Linked DNA regions of Sus scrofa: region 2 is linked to region 1. The links are chromatin contacts, called in public HiChIP or PLAC-seq maps. All regions are on one chromosome and are shown on one strand. Each heading gives the region's core, a stretch centred on a gene start, on an enhancer-like site or on the middle of the called end of the contact. The rest is flanking DNA. Distances are from core to core; before and after follow the strand shown. Region 1 holds the start of TMEM67 (meckelin). Region 2 holds the start of FAM92A (protein FAM92A1).

Evidence for each region. HiChIP or PLAC-seq counts read pairs in DNA pulled down with a chosen protein or histone mark.
Region 2: a contact with region 1 is called in an H3K27ac HiChIP or PLAC-seq map of skeletal muscle. The contact joins the promoter of FAM92A here to the promoter of TMEM67 in region 1. A contact is called at or near these places in 1 of 5 promoter capture datasets (liver), 12 of 47 Hi-C or Micro-C datasets (adipocytes, fetal heart ventricle, heart right ventricle and 6 more) and 2 of 2 datasets of contacts at active chromatin or transcription factors (alveolar macrophages and skeletal muscle).

Annotation. Positions count from the first base shown.
Region 1 is chr4:42,929,548-42,932,985 of Sscrofa11.1, forward strand. TMEM67 (meckelin) reads right to left here and starts at 1,559. Exons shown (of 28, transcript XM_021089109.1): 1 at 1,469-1,559; 2 at 1,287-1,377. The coding sequence starts at 1,537.
Region 2 is chr4:42,983,269-42,987,227 of Sscrofa11.1, forward strand. FAM92A (protein FAM92A1) reads right to left here and starts at 2,214. Exons shown (of 9, transcript XM_005662973.3): 1 at 2,052-2,214; 2 at 1,279-1,513. The coding sequence starts at 2,077. LOC102158348 (a long non-coding RNA gene) reads left to right here and starts at 2,304. Exons shown (of 3, transcript XR_302908.3): 1 at 2,304-2,485.

The sequences.
Region 1 (3,438 bases), core at 309-2,808:
CTTTATTCAAATAAGTCATTGTTTTCCTCTGTTTGGAAAGACAGTAAATTTTATAAGATAATCACTATTCGACCTGATGGATAGGTTAGGACAGCACTCTCTAAAAAGGCATTAAGTGGATACAACATCCATAGGTATACATATAGTAGAATGCTTATCATACTAGGGTTCATAACTATGAAACTAACCCTTACGCTTTAAAGTCCGGGAAACGCTTTCTCATTCATCTTTTCTTACCTGACCTGTCCTACAGGATTATTTTATAAGGACATATAAAATTTGAAGATGGCAGAAAGTTAATGCCATGGGTGATCAAGTGGAGATTAAAAACATCCTTGACTTCAGGAGTTCCCGTCGTGGCGCAGTGGTTAACGAATCCGACTAGGAATCAGGAGGTTGCGGGTTCGATCCCTGCCCTTGCTCAGTGGGTTGACGATCCGGCGTTGCCATGAGCTGTGGTGTAGGTTGCGGATGCAGCTCGGATCCCGCGTTGCTGTGGCTCTGGTATAGGCTGGCAGCTACAGCTCCGATTAGACCCCTAGCCTGGGAAACTCCATATGCCGCAGGAGCAGCCCAAGAAATGGCAAAAAGACAAAAAAAAAAAATCCTTGACTTCAGAATACGGAAATACTTATTCTGAGCAGTTTTAGTGAGGACAACCAGGGACCAAATGATAAACGTTTCAAGAAGAAAAAAAAAAAAAAGCTTAATTTAAAGAGACCTCAAGGGCAATTAGTAATATTCAACACTAAAAGGGCTAGATCCTAAGAAAATTTATAATATTACTGACATACTGTATAGTGGAAATACATAGGTTGAGACTGAGGGTCATTCATTTCCTTATCTGTAAAATGAGAAGGCTGGGCCTGATTATGCTTAAGATCTTTTCCAGCTCGAAACTTCTGGGATTTGAAAAGCAAGGAAAAAAGCGATCAAAATGTACAAGCCCTAATTTGTATTCCCTCCCCAATTTGTCCTGTCACCTGCTTTTTCACCTTATTCAGTTTTTTCAGGTGCCTCCCTAAAAGACTTCCCGGATAAGGAGTAGGGGAATGGAGACAAGAAATTAATTACTGGCAACGGCCTACGGACCAGGGTTTCCTCATCCTCATATGTTGTGCGCAAGTTGCAATCCTCCAAGGAAACCCTTCTCTCGGCTGTTGGCAGTTAACCTTTCTGAAATATTCTTTCCGCAGACGAAAAGGTGTTTCGACGACCCTGGGGTCTGGGGACAGAGCCAAGGTGGGAGTGGTACTTTAGCCAGGGCCCACCCGGAGCCATCTCACCTCCGGCATCCTGCATCTGGTTAGCTCCACACGGCACACAGGAGAGCGCGGAGATATCGAAGTACTGGTTGTGACCGCATGTCTCTGGTTGCTGGAAAGGGAAAAAGAAGGTCTGAGTCTGTGAGACTCGAGGCACTACCAATAAGAGGAATACGGTCACAGTCGCTACGGAGCGGACAGACCTGGCGGCCATTGCCACCCCAGGACCACAGCTGCCCGTCACCATGGTGAGACGCTAGCGGGCCGCGCATTATACGCGCCCCATCAGCCTCCGCGACGACTTTGCAGAGCTGATTGGACAACTGAGGCCCGGATTCCGGAAGTGTCGGCCACTGCTGCCTGGTTGCTAGGTTACCAAAGCCGCGGGAAGCTGCCTGGTCTGGGTTACATGCAAGCTAACGCGGGAGCCTGGCAGGCGCGACAGGCTGTTTAAAATGTTTGCTTCAAACTCTGCTATGCCACCTATTATCAGGACGCGAAGTTAATTTAGGAGGTCGCGAAATAGAATAGCACAGCAAAGAAATTATCTGATTTTAGCACACAAACTGAGTGTTATTTCATTAATCTGTTAAATGACATTTACATCAAAATTTATGCAGAGTAAGTCAGAGTTCCCGTTGTAGCACAGCGGAAACAAATCTTACTAGCATCCATGAGGACGTAGGTTCTATCTCTGGCCTCACTAAGTGGGTTAAGGATCCAGGTTCCTGAGCTGTGACGTAGGTCGCAGACGCCTCTCAGATCTGGCCCATTGCTGTGATTGCGCGGTAGGCCAGCGGTTACAGCTCAGATTGGACCGCTAGCCTGGGAACCTCCAGATGCCATGAGTGCCAGCCCTCAAAAAAAAAAAAAAAAAAAAAAAAAATTTATACACAGTAGGTCATTATCGTATTAAAAGAGACATCTCAACAATGAATTTGTCAAAAATACCTTCGTCAAAAAAGGAAAAACACTGATTTGAAATATGCAATGTCGGAAGATTGGCACTAAAAAAAGATCTTTACTGACGGAACTTTCTTTGTGTTTTTTCTTTCTTTCTTTTTTTTTTTTTTTTCTTTTTTTTTTTTTTGTCTTTTTACCTTTTTCTAGGGCCGCTCCCGCAGCATATAGAGGATCCCAGGCTAGGGGTCTGAGCGGAGCTGTAGCCACCAGTCTACACCAGAGCCACAGCAACGCAGGACCCCAGCCGTGTCTGCAACCTATACCACAGGTCACGGCAACGCCGGATCCTTAACCCACTGAGCCAGGCCAGGGATCGAACCTGCAACCTCATGGTTCCCAGTCGGATTCGTTAACCACTGCACCACGATGGGAACTCCTGTCTTCTTTTTTTTGAGCATAAGAAATCATGTATAGAAGATGAGATCATCTTTACTCCAGTTGTGAATAAAAAAAAAAGGAATCTATTTTTTTAATCAAATGTACACATAAGTGAATATTGTCTTTCAAAATAGGCACCCTTAGGAGTTCCCTTTGTGGCACAGCGTAGGCAAATTTGACTAGCAATCATGAGGTTGCTGGTTCCATCCCTGGCCTTGCTCAGTGGGCTAAGGATCTAGCCTTGCTGCAAGCTGAGGTGTAGGTCACAGATGTGGCCCCAATCCAGCAATTCTGTGGCTGTGGTGTAGGCCAGCAGCTGTAGCTCCGATGCAACCAATAGCCTGGGAACCTCCATATGCTGTGGGTGCCCCCCCCCCAAAGACAAAAAAATCAAGCACTTGGAGGCTCTCGGCCCCCAAACATTTTAGAATTGTCCTCAAAGCCAGTATCTGGGTCATAAAAGAAAAAATTACATTTTAATATTTACATTCCCTTTCTGCTTCTGTTGTATTCTATTTATTTTATTGTTGTATTTTGTCCCCCTCCCACACCCAGTAAAAGCTGGCATATTTTGAAGACACCTTATTCATCAGTGTTAGTGTTAGTGTTAGCTTGAAATGACTTTTGGCTTTCTCAGAAAAACACAAACTTTGTAATAAAAACAATGATTTATCACTATTAAGGGAATACATGTATGTAATATTCTCAATATGTGTGGTAACATGCATCTAGGAAAGTTAGCTAACTTTAACTATTAGCCACCATTAGGCCTAGTATTCTTCATGTGACCTTCCCACAAAGATCTGCATTCACTCTGTCACTAATATCTGTG
Region 2 (3,959 bases), core at 964-3,463, 54 kb after region 1:
GGGATTTTAGGATTATCTGTGAGTATAAATTATTTTTGAAACAGTAAGTTTCCACTTAATGTATAACTGAGAGTTGCTTGTTACAGAAGAATATGACAAGAACTCAACATTTTCCCCCAGAGTACTCTCAAATGTAATTACTACTCAAATTTCTGTATGATTAGCAGTTATAGGTTCAAAGATCATTATGTTCTTTTTGATTTTGAGGGATTTTTTTGATAATTGAAATTTCTGCTTTAGGCTTTTCAAAAAGGACCAAAGGCACTGATGAGAAAAGTACAAAAGAAGCAACACAGCTCTAATTGGGCAACTTCTAACAAGTTAGAAGTTAAAGTTAAAACTTCTGACCTGTATCTTGAATCCTAAATTAAATACAAGTGAAAGTGTTTATGAGGTACTGAAGTAAATGGGCTTTTAGAAAGAAAACAATTACAATACCACCTTATTCCCTCTCCCCTACCCCAAAAGCAAAACAACAACAAAAAACTCCACAAAATTTCACTAATCTGCATGCATAATATAAATCAGTGCACTTTTCTTTTCCTTTCAATGAAACACTGGTCACCTTTCCAGAGCATGGAAGCAGCAGGAAAGATCTCTTGTCCATTTACTACTTAATCTCTCAAGTTACTGTTCCCAGCACTCTGCATCTCCAGACATACTTTAAAATACACCTACCTGGGAGTTCCCGGCTCAGTGGTTAACGAATCTGACTAGCATCCATGAGGATGCAGGTTCCATCCCTGGCCTTGCTTAGATGGGTTAAGGATCCCACATTGCCACAAGCAGTGGTGTAGGTCCCAGCCTGCTGGGATCCTGCGTGGCTGTGGCTTAGGCTGGCAGCTACAGCTCCCATTTCACCCCTAGCCTGGGACCCTCCATATGCCTCGGGTGCGGCCCTAAAAAGCAAAAAATAAAATAAATAAATAAATAAATAAAACATACCTACCTGCACATAAGACACAAGTCATGCTGCTTTTCTTCCCATAGGTACTATGTTTACCACCCCCTGTAAATAGCCACCCCTTGGCCAAAAGTTGGCAAATGAGGTGGGCACAAATTCAGGACTTCAAGACACCCTCGAGTTTAGTTTGAAAACAGTAAAATCACAGGAAGCTTCCCTTTAATAGACTCACACAGTGTTACTGACATGAAAATGTACGTTTATCATCAAGTGCGTTTGCCACTGCAGTTAGGTAGATTACAAGTCTTCAAGGCTCCTCCGTCCACTACTTCAGGGTTCATTCATAATATGACGCCGTGACCTCAACTCCATACCTCTGCTTGTCGATAATCCTGAAGTTTGGCAAACTCGTCAGCAAAGTTTTTCAGGCCCTGCTTTAAATTTGGGGTCTCTGTGGAGGCATATACGTTGATTTCATTCACCAGGAGGTCTGCTTTGTCTCGCAGTCTGGCAGTTTTCCGCACATAAGCAGCAAAGATTTGGCACAGTTCTCCAAAATGCTTCTCCACGTTTGTGACGGCATCTTGCAGTTGTTTCGTTTGAGCGTCCCTAGAGAAAGAGGTGACACAAAAAGGAAATCATTCTCATTTGGGATGAGATGGTTTCATCCTCACGTTAATTCGATATACTAACATTCCCGAGGCATTTTGCAGCTTTGAAGGCGCAAACCTTCAATGATCCCACCATCTCCCAAGGTGGAGCCGCCTCCTATAGGTCCCCATTCCGGGCCTGACCTCAATATCCCACAGTACAGGCGCTGGAAGAGGCCTGGCCCCTGGCCGGCGGCGCCGCGGCGCGGGTGGCGGGAGCCTGGCAGTTCCGCACTGCGCGTCCCGGACGCCCGGCTGCCTCCAGGCGTCTGCACTGTTCGCGGCACCGCGGGGGCCGGCGCCCGGGGAGCGTGGAGGGTTGGCCGCCGGGGCTCACCGCAGCCCACCGAGGTAGGCCCCAGAGCGCGGCAGGGACGCTCCAGCTCCCGGACCAGGGCCGGAACTCGTCGCGGAGGCTCACGGAGAGAGGCTTTTCTCCCCAACGCGAGCCCTCGAGTGTGGGAGACCCTCTGCCGCTGCAGCCCGGGGGCTGTTACCGGTTTTCCAAGCTGCGCCTCAACATCTTGCCTCGCGCACAGCCGGAGACCCCGGGCTGGGGCCCAACGACTGGGGCTCAAAGGCGCCCGGGCGTGCGCAGGGGCGCGTGAGCCCGAGAACCCGCCCCGCGCGCCGCAGCGCAGGCCCCGGCGTTTCCACGGCAACGCGGCGCGCGTCCTCCGCCGCGTCGGGAGCGCGGCGAGGGCGCGGGGCGGGCCAATCTTCAGGAGGGAGCAACAGGCCCCAGGCCCGCTCTCGCCCACGGCCCGGCGCGTCCGCCCGTGAGCTTCTGCCTGCGGAGAGTGTCTCTGGAACGTGGAAGGCGTGCGGCTGCCGGGCCTCTCCTACCGCTGCAGAGCTCAGCTTACCAGATGCCCGTCTCGGTCCCAACGAGCTGGACTGCGAGCAATTCAGGAAAAAAGCTAGTCAACCGGTAACGAGGAGGGAGACGTAAAACTGAAGGCCATTGGGGTCTAGTTTCTGCTTATGCGATGTTGAGTCTTAGAACAAAAGCGCAACTTCCATCTCTTTGTGTTGAATATGAAAGTGTGGGCTCTTGGAAGGAGCGGTGCTTTCCACCTCGTCTTTAGCTTTTCATTTATCTAACGAATATTAACTGAGTTCCCATTTTGTGGAAAAGATAATATTAAACACTGGGAATGATGCAAAGATTAGAAGATAACACCCCCACCCTCGCCCTGAAGGACCTTAGAATTTGATGAGACAGACGCTTAAACCTTAATATTTTCTTAGAGAAATAACGAACAGGAGCCTTTCACTTGCCTTTGAAAACCGTTGTCCTTGGCCTTCGTTTATGCCGCTCTTCTAGGTAAACATCTTTGGGACTAAATCTAGGCTTTATTTATCCCAAGAAACCTCCCTTAACAACTTCCACACACCAGACAGCATTAGGGTCCCATCCAGTGTAGAATCAGACTGTTGATTTTGTACCGACTCTGTTGTCTAGACTTTGAGATCTTGGAGGCAGAGGAAATGCTATCTTAGTCTCCTATTCCTCAGTGTCTTGGGTTGATGAAAGTTTGTTTTGGACAAACAGGTGTTTTGGAACTTCTGTTCTCTGGCATTCTAATGTGTTCCTCTCTCTTCCCTTCATTCATTCAGCAGGTTACCCATTAGGTACCAGGTATGTCCAGGTATTATGCTGGTCTCTGAGCAGGGCGTGGTAACCTGAAATCAGTCCTTGCTCTTATAGAGCTCACAGTCTCCTCTGAGGGATAGTCACTAATCAAACAAACACAGGTACAGTTGCATCTGAGGTGTGTGCTACTGTATCGGATTTTGCTGTGTAGCAAACCACCACAAAACCTTGTGGCTTACAACAGTCCTTTAGCTAACTCTGGATTCGGTGAGTGACCTGGGTGGTTCTTCTGCTTGGGTCTGCTCAGCTGGCCTCCTTCATACTTTTCTGCTCAGCTGGTGGCTGGATGAGCCAGGACGGTCTTACTCCCAAGTCTTCTGGTAGGAAGGCTGTGAGCAGGGGCAGCAGGGGCAACAGAGGCAACATGTTTGTGGCCACTTTTGCAATGTAACACAGGGACTAAGGAAAAGTATATGACACAGAGAGCATATACTGAATATTGATGTTTGGTTTAAATTATATGGGGAAAGGGCTTTGTTGCTAAAGTGACGTTTGAGCTGAGATCCAAAGATTGGGAAGTGAAGAGGGAAGAAAAAACAGATCAGAGAGAGGGACAGTAGAGGCAAATTGCCCTTCCCCCAACCCCATTCCCATTTCTCCCCCAGCTTCCATGTTTCAGAAAATGGTACCACCCACCAGCTGATGGTTCAGGTCAAAACCCTAGCACTCATCCTTCCTTTTTCCCAGGCACACTGGCAGTTCCCATCTGTCCTACCTCCACAAAACGTATCTTCAATTGTTCCTTTCT